Regions from separate parts of the Oryctolagus cuniculus genome. Here region 1 is linked to region 2. The links are chromatin contacts, called in public Micro-C maps. All regions are on one chromosome and are shown on one strand. The core of a region is the stretch at or near the end of the contact, and the rest is flanking DNA. Distances in the headings are between cores, read along the strand shown.

Region 1 (4,923 bases), core at 1,130-3,629, 150 kb after region 2:
ACACACACACACACACACACACACTCTGGCTCCATGATTCCTGTAGTAGTTTATGTCTCCGCTCCTTCCTCTAGCTTTCCACACAAAAGATGATTCAATTCCTTAGGGGTCAGCCCAAGGAAGGAATGGATACAAAACAAACTCAACTTAGAAAATCTGAAGCTTACATATTTTAATGATTATTTGATCCAAACATCTTAGTAACAAAACCTGGATCTTTAGTTTTAGAACTAAATTTAAATATGATTTCTGGTAGAATCTTAGATTGCTTCAAAATACATTTGAAACTTGAAAACAAACTCCTCTTCTATTACATTAACGTTTGCCAATGTTATAAAAGAAAATTTGCTGAAAATAGCAGGAACCCAATTTTCAAGTGTTCAAAGCTTACTGAATAAAGCTAAGGGTTGAATACTATTTACCATAATGTATCCATGCTGGAAAGGTCTTACCTTTTAAAAGCTAAAAAAACAAAACACACAAAAAATCTGTTTCACAGTACTACAGTTAGACCTACTATAGACTCTTCTAAGAGAACACCACATATATTTGCATACTTTATATATTCCCAAAATTGAACTGTATTCCTCAAGATGTTTTCTAGGAAAAAATTATTTCTCAAAAATCTTTCAATAATCTCATCCCTTAATTGGGGGTGGGGAGACCAAACAAGTAACATCCTTGTTAACATCTCTACACATGTACTCAGGTGACAGAAAATACTTGAGGTGGTCTGTCTCGAGTTTTTCAGTGTCAATATACACCAAACAGATTGCATATTAAGATGCGCTGAAATACTTAAAAGACCGTTTAGGGTATTAATAATATTCTTTAAAATATAAATTAACCTTCGGAGGCCTGGAAGATATTTTTAAAACTACAAAATTTGCAGGGAAGTGGAGAACACCTATCTAATTGGTGGAGACCAAAATCAATGGCCAGAAAAAAAATCTAATTAGCCGTTCACGTAACCAGGGAAATGCATTTATGGCGATTGAGCATGATTAATAGTGCATACCTCTACCTGCGACCCTGGGCTGCTCCGAGCCTCGCTGCAAGACTGAGTCAATCCTGCTAACGAAACAAGAACTGAGACAAGAGTGCAGTGAGGAGGCGCCAGGTGAGCTCCCCAGCACAGCCAAGCCAGCACCGACCCTGCCGCAGAAGCCCAGGGCCCAGATAACGCTAAGTAAGCCCAATGCACAGGTGGCTGCGACCTCTCACTCCTAACTTCCTGCTGGGAAAATTTCCAGGCCTTCTGTACACCTCTTGCACTGGCACCTCTCCACCCTCAACCCTGCCCACCCCGGCCCGACACACACGCACTGACCACGTCCCTGTCTGGACTGGATAGTGAGTACCAACAACACGAGGCCAACACTGCAGTCACTACACGCCCTGGCCCGGGGTGAGCGGGAGAAGCACCAGCACGCTGGCGCTCGGCAGATCCGCGTCAAAAGGAATCATTTTAGAGCTGTAAGCTGGAGAGGCTCCTGTTACTCTCGCCTCTTCCCCCACCCTTCCTGCCCAACTCCCTAGGGGCGGGCAGGAGCTTGGGGGAGGAGGAAGAGCAATAGTGGCGGGCTCTCCGGGCCCTAAAATCTGAAAAGGAAACGCAGAGGGCGGCCCCAGTCCGAGCCCCTCTCCGAGGGACTACAGGCCCGCAGCGCCCCCTCCGCCCGACCGCCCCCCGACCCACACACCCTCAGTCTCGGGGGCCGCCTCCGCCCGTTTCCTCCACACCTACCCCCCCCCCCCCCGCCCCGCCGAACTTACCCCCAAGCCCAAGGCCTAGACGCTTCGTACCTTAAAGTAGATCTCGTCCACCACCTCGTGGTAGGTCTTGAGCTCGTAGAGCTGCACTTTGAAGTAAGGCGACGACAGGATGTTGGTCAGGATCATGGGGTTGAGGTTCATGGTCTTCTCGTTGCCCCACAGCGGCAGCACATTGCCCTGCTTGCCCGAGACGGCCGGCTTCGTGGCGCCGCCGCCGCCGCCGCACTGCTGCTGCTGCTGGGCCGCGGCCGCGGCCGCCTGGTGCTGCGGCTGCGAGTTGCCTGTCAGCGCCGGGCTGTTGTTAGCCATGTTGCGGCGGAAGGAAGGAGGGAGGGAGAGGGAGGGGGAGGGGGCCCAGCTCGATCTCTCTCTTCGGGACAACGGTCCGGGACCCTACTCCATGGAACGCCGTCGGGAGAGGGGGCCGCCTCGCTGAGCCCCAGCCGGAGAAGGGAGGGCAACCGGGGACACCGACGGACGGACCTCGGGCCGACGGCACACGGCGAGACGCGGACCGCGAAAAACTCCAGCAGAAGGCAAGCCGGCGGCCAGGGAGCGCGATCTCTTCCGCCAACTGCCCCTGGGAACAAGATGGCGGCCCGGGCGGACGTGACGCAGCGCGCCCCGGCGTTCCAAGCTGAGCCAGCGGCCAATCAGAGGCGCCCAAGTGGGCTGGAGATTCCTCTTCCTCGTTCCGCACGTTCTCGGCTCGCTGGAGCCGCTACGGTGGCCGAGTGCGCTCGGCGCCTAAGGTTCCCCCTGGGAGTCCAGGGGGCTGGGGGAGGGCGTCGTAGGCCCTTTCTGTACGTTTCAGTGTTTAGGTTGGAAGCCTCGGTTCTCTGACGAACAGGAAGGGATTCGCATGGCCGTTCGGTGCTTGCGAGTTCGTAACGCTTTAACTCCATTTCCCGAGTTCACTGTTTTAAGATTCTCCGGAAGGGATGGTAGTCAGGGCCCTCACTCCTCCCTGTAACTCGGATCAAAGGTCTTTCTGTCCTTCGCCGCGCTCCAGCAGGCGACTGGCGGTCTAAACGTTCGAGCCTGGATTTACTCGGTTGTGAGATTAGGATAACGTCCTACAGGGCCGTTGTGAGCATTAAAGGAACTACTCTCCTGTAGCGCCTGGTAGTATGTTCCAGGCACCTGGTAGGCGCTTTCCCTCCCTGCTCGAGACCTTCCAATTCTTAGGGTGCATCGTGAGTGGTAAACATTGGGTTAGGCACGGTGAAGGGAGCACAGGAGGGGCTGGGAAACAGGTGTAAAAACGAGTCAGCGTCGATCTCGGCTCTCGACAGCTACTAAAAACGCTACCGAGAAGGTGCCTGGTGTTGGGACGTTGAGAGATTACAGAAGGCGCTGAAGTTTTCTGCAGGGGGAATGGGGCCAGCAGTTATTCGGCAGGAAATAGCCTGAGCATATAGAAGCAGGAAAGAACAGGTTCATCAGAGGGTAAAGAGCCAGTAGATGCCCTGATGGGGGAGTAATGGCTGTGAAGTGCCTGAAATGCGAAGATGAAACGTTAGGAATTTGGTGACATTTAAATCCAAGTGTTACATAATGACATCCGTGACCTTAAAGTCTGCTTTAAGATGCTAATATTTTCTGGCTTCGATCCATTCTTCACAAGATAGCCAGAGCCGATCCAAAAGCGCATCGCTACCCTACTCAGAAACTTGGATGACTCACTCGGTAGCATCCTCGTTGCCAAAATGCAGTGACCTTTTTCATCCTTCATCCTATTTGATTTCTCGTTGTGGCACTTGTAAATTACTCTTTCTTAGAAACTTTTAGGTAAGTAAGTTTGAAGATGGTGATCTTAACTTCAGTGACACATACACAGAGGGAGGGAAGAGTATAGGACAGAAACCTTTGGGAAAATTCTCACCTGGGTGAAGATGAACCAAGAGAGGAGAGAGAAAGACAAGCAAGCAGAAAAATAGGAACCAAACCAGCAGTTAGGGTGTAAGAGCATGCAAGGAAAGATAAAGACATAAGTGAATGAATTGAGTAATGTTTGGGGCTGGACACAGTCCATAATTGATCACCCTTTCTAGTTCCTTTATTTTGCAATGTAGGAGAACTGAAGCTTTGATAGAAGTCATTTTCATTTTGTGCTCATAGATCTTGTTTTTCTATACAATGGTTTATATCAAACTACTTCCCAAGGAAAACTGATGATCCTATCCTCTGAATTACCAAGTTAAACATTTTTTTAACTTAGTTCTTTTTGTGTATGTACTTTTTAAAATATTTATTTATTTGAAAGGCAGAATGACAGAGAGAGAGAGGGAGAGACAGAGATCTTCCATCTACTGGTTCACTGATTCATTCCCCAGTGGCTGCAACAGCCAAGGCTGGGCCAGGCAAAGCCAAGAGCCAGGAACTCCAGCAGGTATTCAAGTAGTTGGGCCATCTGCTGCTGCCCTCCTAGCCATATTAGCAGGGAGCTGAATCAGGTGGACACAGCGGGGACTCCAACCAGAACTCCGGTATGGAATGCTGGTTAACAAGTTGCAGCTTAACCTGGTGTGCCACAATGTTGGCCCCTGGGTATCTATTTTTGTTTTTTGCTATAATAATAACAGCTTATTGAGTTTACATAGTGACACTTTAATTGCCAAATGCTATGATCTTTGTAAATTCTTTGTATACATGATCTTTTCCATCTTTCCTTGTTTCTTTTTCTTTTGGAAAGGCTGAATTATAGTTATTCCATCTGTTGGTTCACTCCCCAAATGGCCCTAATGACTGAGGCGGGGCCAGGCTGAAGCCTGGAGCCAGGAGCTTCACCTGGGTGTGCAGGGGCCCAAGCACTTGGGTCACCCTCCGCTGCTTCCCTGGGCACATTAGTAGGGAGGTGGATCACAAGTGGAGCAGCTGGGACCTGAACCGGCACCAGTATGGGTACTGGCACTGCAGGCTTTACCTGCTATGCCACAACACCAGCCCCTAAAAAGTCTTTGCATGGTAAGTTATACTTCCCCTTGCAGTACTGACAACCCTTATGGCATCCGTTCCAGTCCCAGCTGCTCCACTTGTGATCCAGTTCCCCGCTAATGTGCCTGAGGGAGCAATAGAAGGTGGCCCAAGTGCTTGAGCCCCTGCACCCTCGTGGGAGACCTGGAAGAAGCTCCTGGTTCCTGGCTT
Region 2 (4,432 bases), core at 999-3,498:
CATACTTCATTCACATGTCAAAAGCAGGGCCCGATACTAGGTGCTGAGGAGCCAGACAATTCTGTAAGAGCCAAGAATGGGGACGTGGGGTGGGGGCAGGAAGCTCTCACCGGTTAAGAGTGAATGAACCAGCAGGGGCCCACAAGGAGTGAAGAACGGACCTAAGACGGCCACCCGCCGTGGGAAGGCCCTTGGCAAGTGCAGAGGTATGTGGCTGGAGCGCAGAAGAGGCAGTGGTAGGGGCGAGATGGGTCTCGGGACGCAAGACCTGTGGGGCAGGCAGAGCCAGGTTACACAGAGGCACGCCAGCCATGGGACGGAGTTCAGACTCCGGGGAACCCCGGGAAGCCGATGAAGTTAACCAGGGAGTTGATTTTAAAAAAATTTTTAAGTGTTTTACAAGATCACTGTAGCTACTGAGAGAGGCGGACTGGAGCAGAGCAATCAAAGATGGAGCACTGAGGCCAAAGCAGCAGCCAGTGCGATAATCCAGGCGGGACAACGGTAGCATGGCTGAGGGCGGCCGAGACGGAGAGAGGTCTGGGCGCTGGAGGGCTGTTCAACAGGCAGAACCAACAGCACAGCGCAATGGCCAGGAGCCAGGATCTGTAATCAGACCCACTCAGTCTGAACCCACAGCACAGCGACCTTTGGGGACTTACATCTTGGGGCTGTGTCCTCTCTGTGCCTCCACGCCTCTGTATGTAAAATGGGGACAGTAACTGCACCAAACCCACGGGGGACTGAGTCAGTGCACATAAAGTACTTGCAACGGCACCCAGCTCGTGGTCAGCACTCAGCAAGTGGTAGCTGTTGCTAGTACTGTGGAAAGTGGTGGCCAACTGGATATGGGGGGAGGGGATTGTGAGGTCCATGCGCTTCCCACTGCACCACACTGCCCCTCCCTGCCTGGAAGTTTTCATCATGACTCATGCTGAGTCACCTCTGACCTGGAGGACAGAGCCCATGTGTTACACCAGGCTGCAGGACCAGCGCATGTTCATATGGTGGGGGACAGGGATGAAGGCAGGCTCTGGGGACGCAAGCTTTGAAGTGGAACCTTCTGGAGATGAGATGGCTGACACGCGCTGTAAGTGCCAGGGAAGTACTGCTTGACAGAGGGAGTCTCAAAGCTGGCGGCGGTGTGGGGTGGCGCCATGACAGAGCTGCCATCCGATGGCAGGTGCCTGCGGCATCCTTTATTATGTATTTATTAAGGGAAAGGGTTTATCGGTGGGGGAATCCGACAGGCCGGAGGGAAGGGGCAAAGAAGGAAAAAGAGAGAGAGAGGAGAGTGCAAGAGAGATCGATCGAGACACACACACACACACACAGAAAGAGAGAGAGAGAGAGAGAGAGAGAGAGAGAGAGATGTGTTCAAGAACAGGTCCTCTTAAAACTTTGCCGAGGGTCGGATGGGCAGGGAAGCAGGAGCAGCGAATCCCATTAGGGTGGGGGTGGAGCTGACACATGTGGTTGGGCCATGTGGTCACCTGGCTTCCAGCAATTGTGGAGGGGGGAGGGGCTAGAGCCTAGGATAGTGTCTGGGGCATAGATCGCGGGTTTTTTGGTGGTGTGTGTGTCATCCTTTAGGGCCACCACTCAAGGTTGTAAAATAATTCCCAGCAGTGCCCTTCCCATGGACTGTGTGAAAGAACTCTCCGAGAGCTACACAGTGCACAACCTGAACAACACCCTGGCCCTGGCAGCCCTTGCTCAGCTGGTGCACGCTTAGGGCCATCCCTCAGGGACAGGACTTCCCTGCAGTGGTATAGCTCTCCCCCTTAGAAGGGTGCTGCTTTTTTTTTTTAATTGCTCCACCTCTTGGCGATCTAAGCTCACTGGTGCTAGAATGAACTCATCCCGGCGTGTCTGCAACCGGCAGTTTTGTGTATATATTTGCTTTCATAGATTTGCAGAGCAGAAGGGTAGTCCAAAAGAAGGAAAACGGAATAAAAATCTCTTGGGAGTCTTGCCTCTGTCTGTACCGAAGTAAAAAAAGGGGCAAACTGCAGGAGGAAATGGTGCCGTGGTCACAGCAGCCACCTTTCCAGCTGTGGTCAGCCATCGGCGGCGACCGCGACAGCCACCCGAGGTGGCAGAGCCCCGGCCCCCACGCCGCGCTGGAAGCTGCCCCGAGCTCGCCTCAGGACCCACGTGCTTTTGCCTTCCAGAAAAAATGTTCAGAGCCCCACAGCCTCCAGCCCGGCCCCGGCATCGCCCTCTCGCCCTTTCCAGCGCTGCAGGATCTCTGCGAGCAAATCCCTGGGTGACCTTAACGTGGCTGAGCAAACGGAATCTAGGGTGAGCACGCGGGGGAAGCTGCCCGGGCCTTGCAGCCAGGAAGTTGGGTGTTGATGAGCACAGGGCGGATGCTTGGAAGTTACCACCGGGCAGGGGTGCAGAAAAGGCGCTGCTAAAGCCGATTTTGTGTTCCGCAAACACCCAAAGTCACGGACTCCGCAGCCACAGGGTTTGAAAGACTCCTCAGTGGATGGCAAGGGAAATTTCCTGGAGAAAGTGTTTTGCAGGTGGGGGGCCTCAGCTACGGGGATTCCCCCGGCCCGGGTGGAAGGCACTGGAATCTGTGCCAGTGACCCTGTGGTTAGGGCTGCGAGCAGTTTCCTGTTTTCAAATCATTAACTCGAATCCCCAGGCCACTTTCCAGTGTGAGCGCGTGTACACACACACACACACACACACACACACACGCATGCGCAGATCCTGGGGGTCCCCTCTCCATGGTGACGCCCCCTAAGAGCTTTCCTTGTTTTTCTCTTTCTCTGCAGCAGGGAGACAGCCCGGCAGGTTGCTGACCTCGCCCTCGCTCATCAGTCACGTGTTGCTCTTTTCTCTGTTCCTTTCCCTAACAAATATATTCCATCTGAGGCTGGTTCCCTAGGAAACCAGCCCTGAAACACAGAAATAAACTATGGGAAAAAGCCTACTCCAAAAATTCCACCTGGCAATGTTTAATAACGAGAGAACACAATGAACAGAAATAGTGGTAAACTTATGTAACTAAAATGTGTGGACTTTTCCTCTGTAGATTTTAAGCGCAGCTTTGGATCATGCCCTAAAGACGGCAAGCGTTTTGAAAAAAACTACTGATCAAATGATTAAAACGATTACAGAAGACCTTGCCAAGGCAGAGAGATGGAGGAATCGGCTGCAATACTAGCTCAACCCCAGGTACCGAGGACTAGAAGGAACAAACTTACTAGAAAACTTGATCGTCCTCGTCCCCACCCACATATTTTATTTATTACACAATTTAGGAAGATGACTTTCTAGAGAACACATCCAAAGCGTAAGAAAGAGGTAACACAACGTGCTTTAATGGGGGGGGGCTCTTAAAATCAAGTATTTATTTTAAAATAAACCTATGTTCTTCCTAATTTACAATAAAAGAAGTCAAAACAAACCAGCAAATTTTACTATTGAGGGTGGGGTTAAATAGGTACTCTCATAAACTGTTGTGAAAGTAACAAGAATCTAGGAACTGGCGCTGTGGAGCAGCGCGTTAACACCCTGGCCTGAAGCGCCGGCATCCCATATGGGCACCAGTTCTAGTCCCGGCTGCTCCATTTCCAATCCAGCTCTCTGCTACGGCCTGGGAAAGCAGTGGAGGATGGTCCAAGCCCTTGGGCCCCTGCACCCACGTGGGAGACCTGGAGGAAGCTCCTGGCTCCTGGCTTCAGATCGGCGCAGTTCCGGCCATTGTGGCCAATTGGGGAGTGAACCATTGGATGGAAGACCTCTCTCTATCTCTCTGCCTCTCCTTCTCTGTGTGACTCTTTCAAATAAATAAATTAATTAAAAAAAGTAATAAGAATCTATGCAACCTTTAAAGAAAACTTCATAGTACAGACACTCCTTGACTACGAGGGGTTACAGCCTGAGAAACTCACTGTAGGTTGGAAATTGCCGAAGTGGAACGTGCATTTCATACACCTGACCCACCCGACTTCAGAGCAGGGTGACGCGGTACTGCAGGGTTGTTGCCTGCATGATGGCGCGGCTGTCCAACATCGTGGGAGCAGATCCTCCTGCGTAAAGCTGGCCCAGGAAAAGATCAAAATTCAAACTGCCATTGCCTATTGCTTTCCCATGGGCGGAAGGTCAAAGATTGTACATTGAGCCATTGTAAGTCAGGTGTTTCTACCAAACTGCACAAATTCCCACTCCAGCAGACTGACTTTACAGGACACTCACACAATACGCTCCATATATGAGGTCTATGAACAGCAGTGGCAGGAATGCCCCAAGGGAGAACTCATCTAAATGCCCTGGGTGGCCATTCATAACCAACAGCAGTGCAACACTGAAAAGAATGCGGCGGATAAGTGCCAGACGCCCAACTGTGAACCCATGCCCCATGGGACCTCATTTGTATGTTTTTTCAAGGGCATACATATTTTCTGGAAAGAAA

The links. A called contact is a pair of places that touch in the nucleus more often than the background predicts.
Region 1: a contact with region 2 is called in a Micro-C map of ear pinna, with 3 times the contacts expected there. The contact joins the promoter of PRPF38B here to the enhancer-like site in region 2. A contact is called at or near these places in 2 of 6 Hi-C or Micro-C datasets (ear pinna and an unstated tissue).

The regions. Positions count from the first base shown.
Region 1 is chr7:61,751,439-61,756,361 of mOryCun1.1, forward strand. It overlaps PRPF38B (pre-mRNA processing factor 38B), which reads right to left and starts at 2,380. Exons shown (of 6, transcript XM_051856211.2): 1 at 1,807-2,380. The coding sequence starts at 2,085. It also overlaps the pseudogene LOC100343575.
Region 2 is chr7:61,602,888-61,607,319 of mOryCun1.1, forward strand. AKNAD1 (AKNA domain containing 1) reads left to right here. Exons shown (of 13, transcript XM_051856199.2): 12 at 2,175-2,304; 13 at 3,050-3,424. The coding sequence ends at 3,181. Among named protein-coding and RNA genes, the nearest start is that of AKNAD1, 60 kb to the left of the region's middle. Within about 2 kb of position 2,249, at least 2 of the 8 cell types and tissues checked have an H3K27ac peak or open chromatin away from gene starts, as enhancers often do. A contact at or near this core is called in ear pinna, where this site is marked.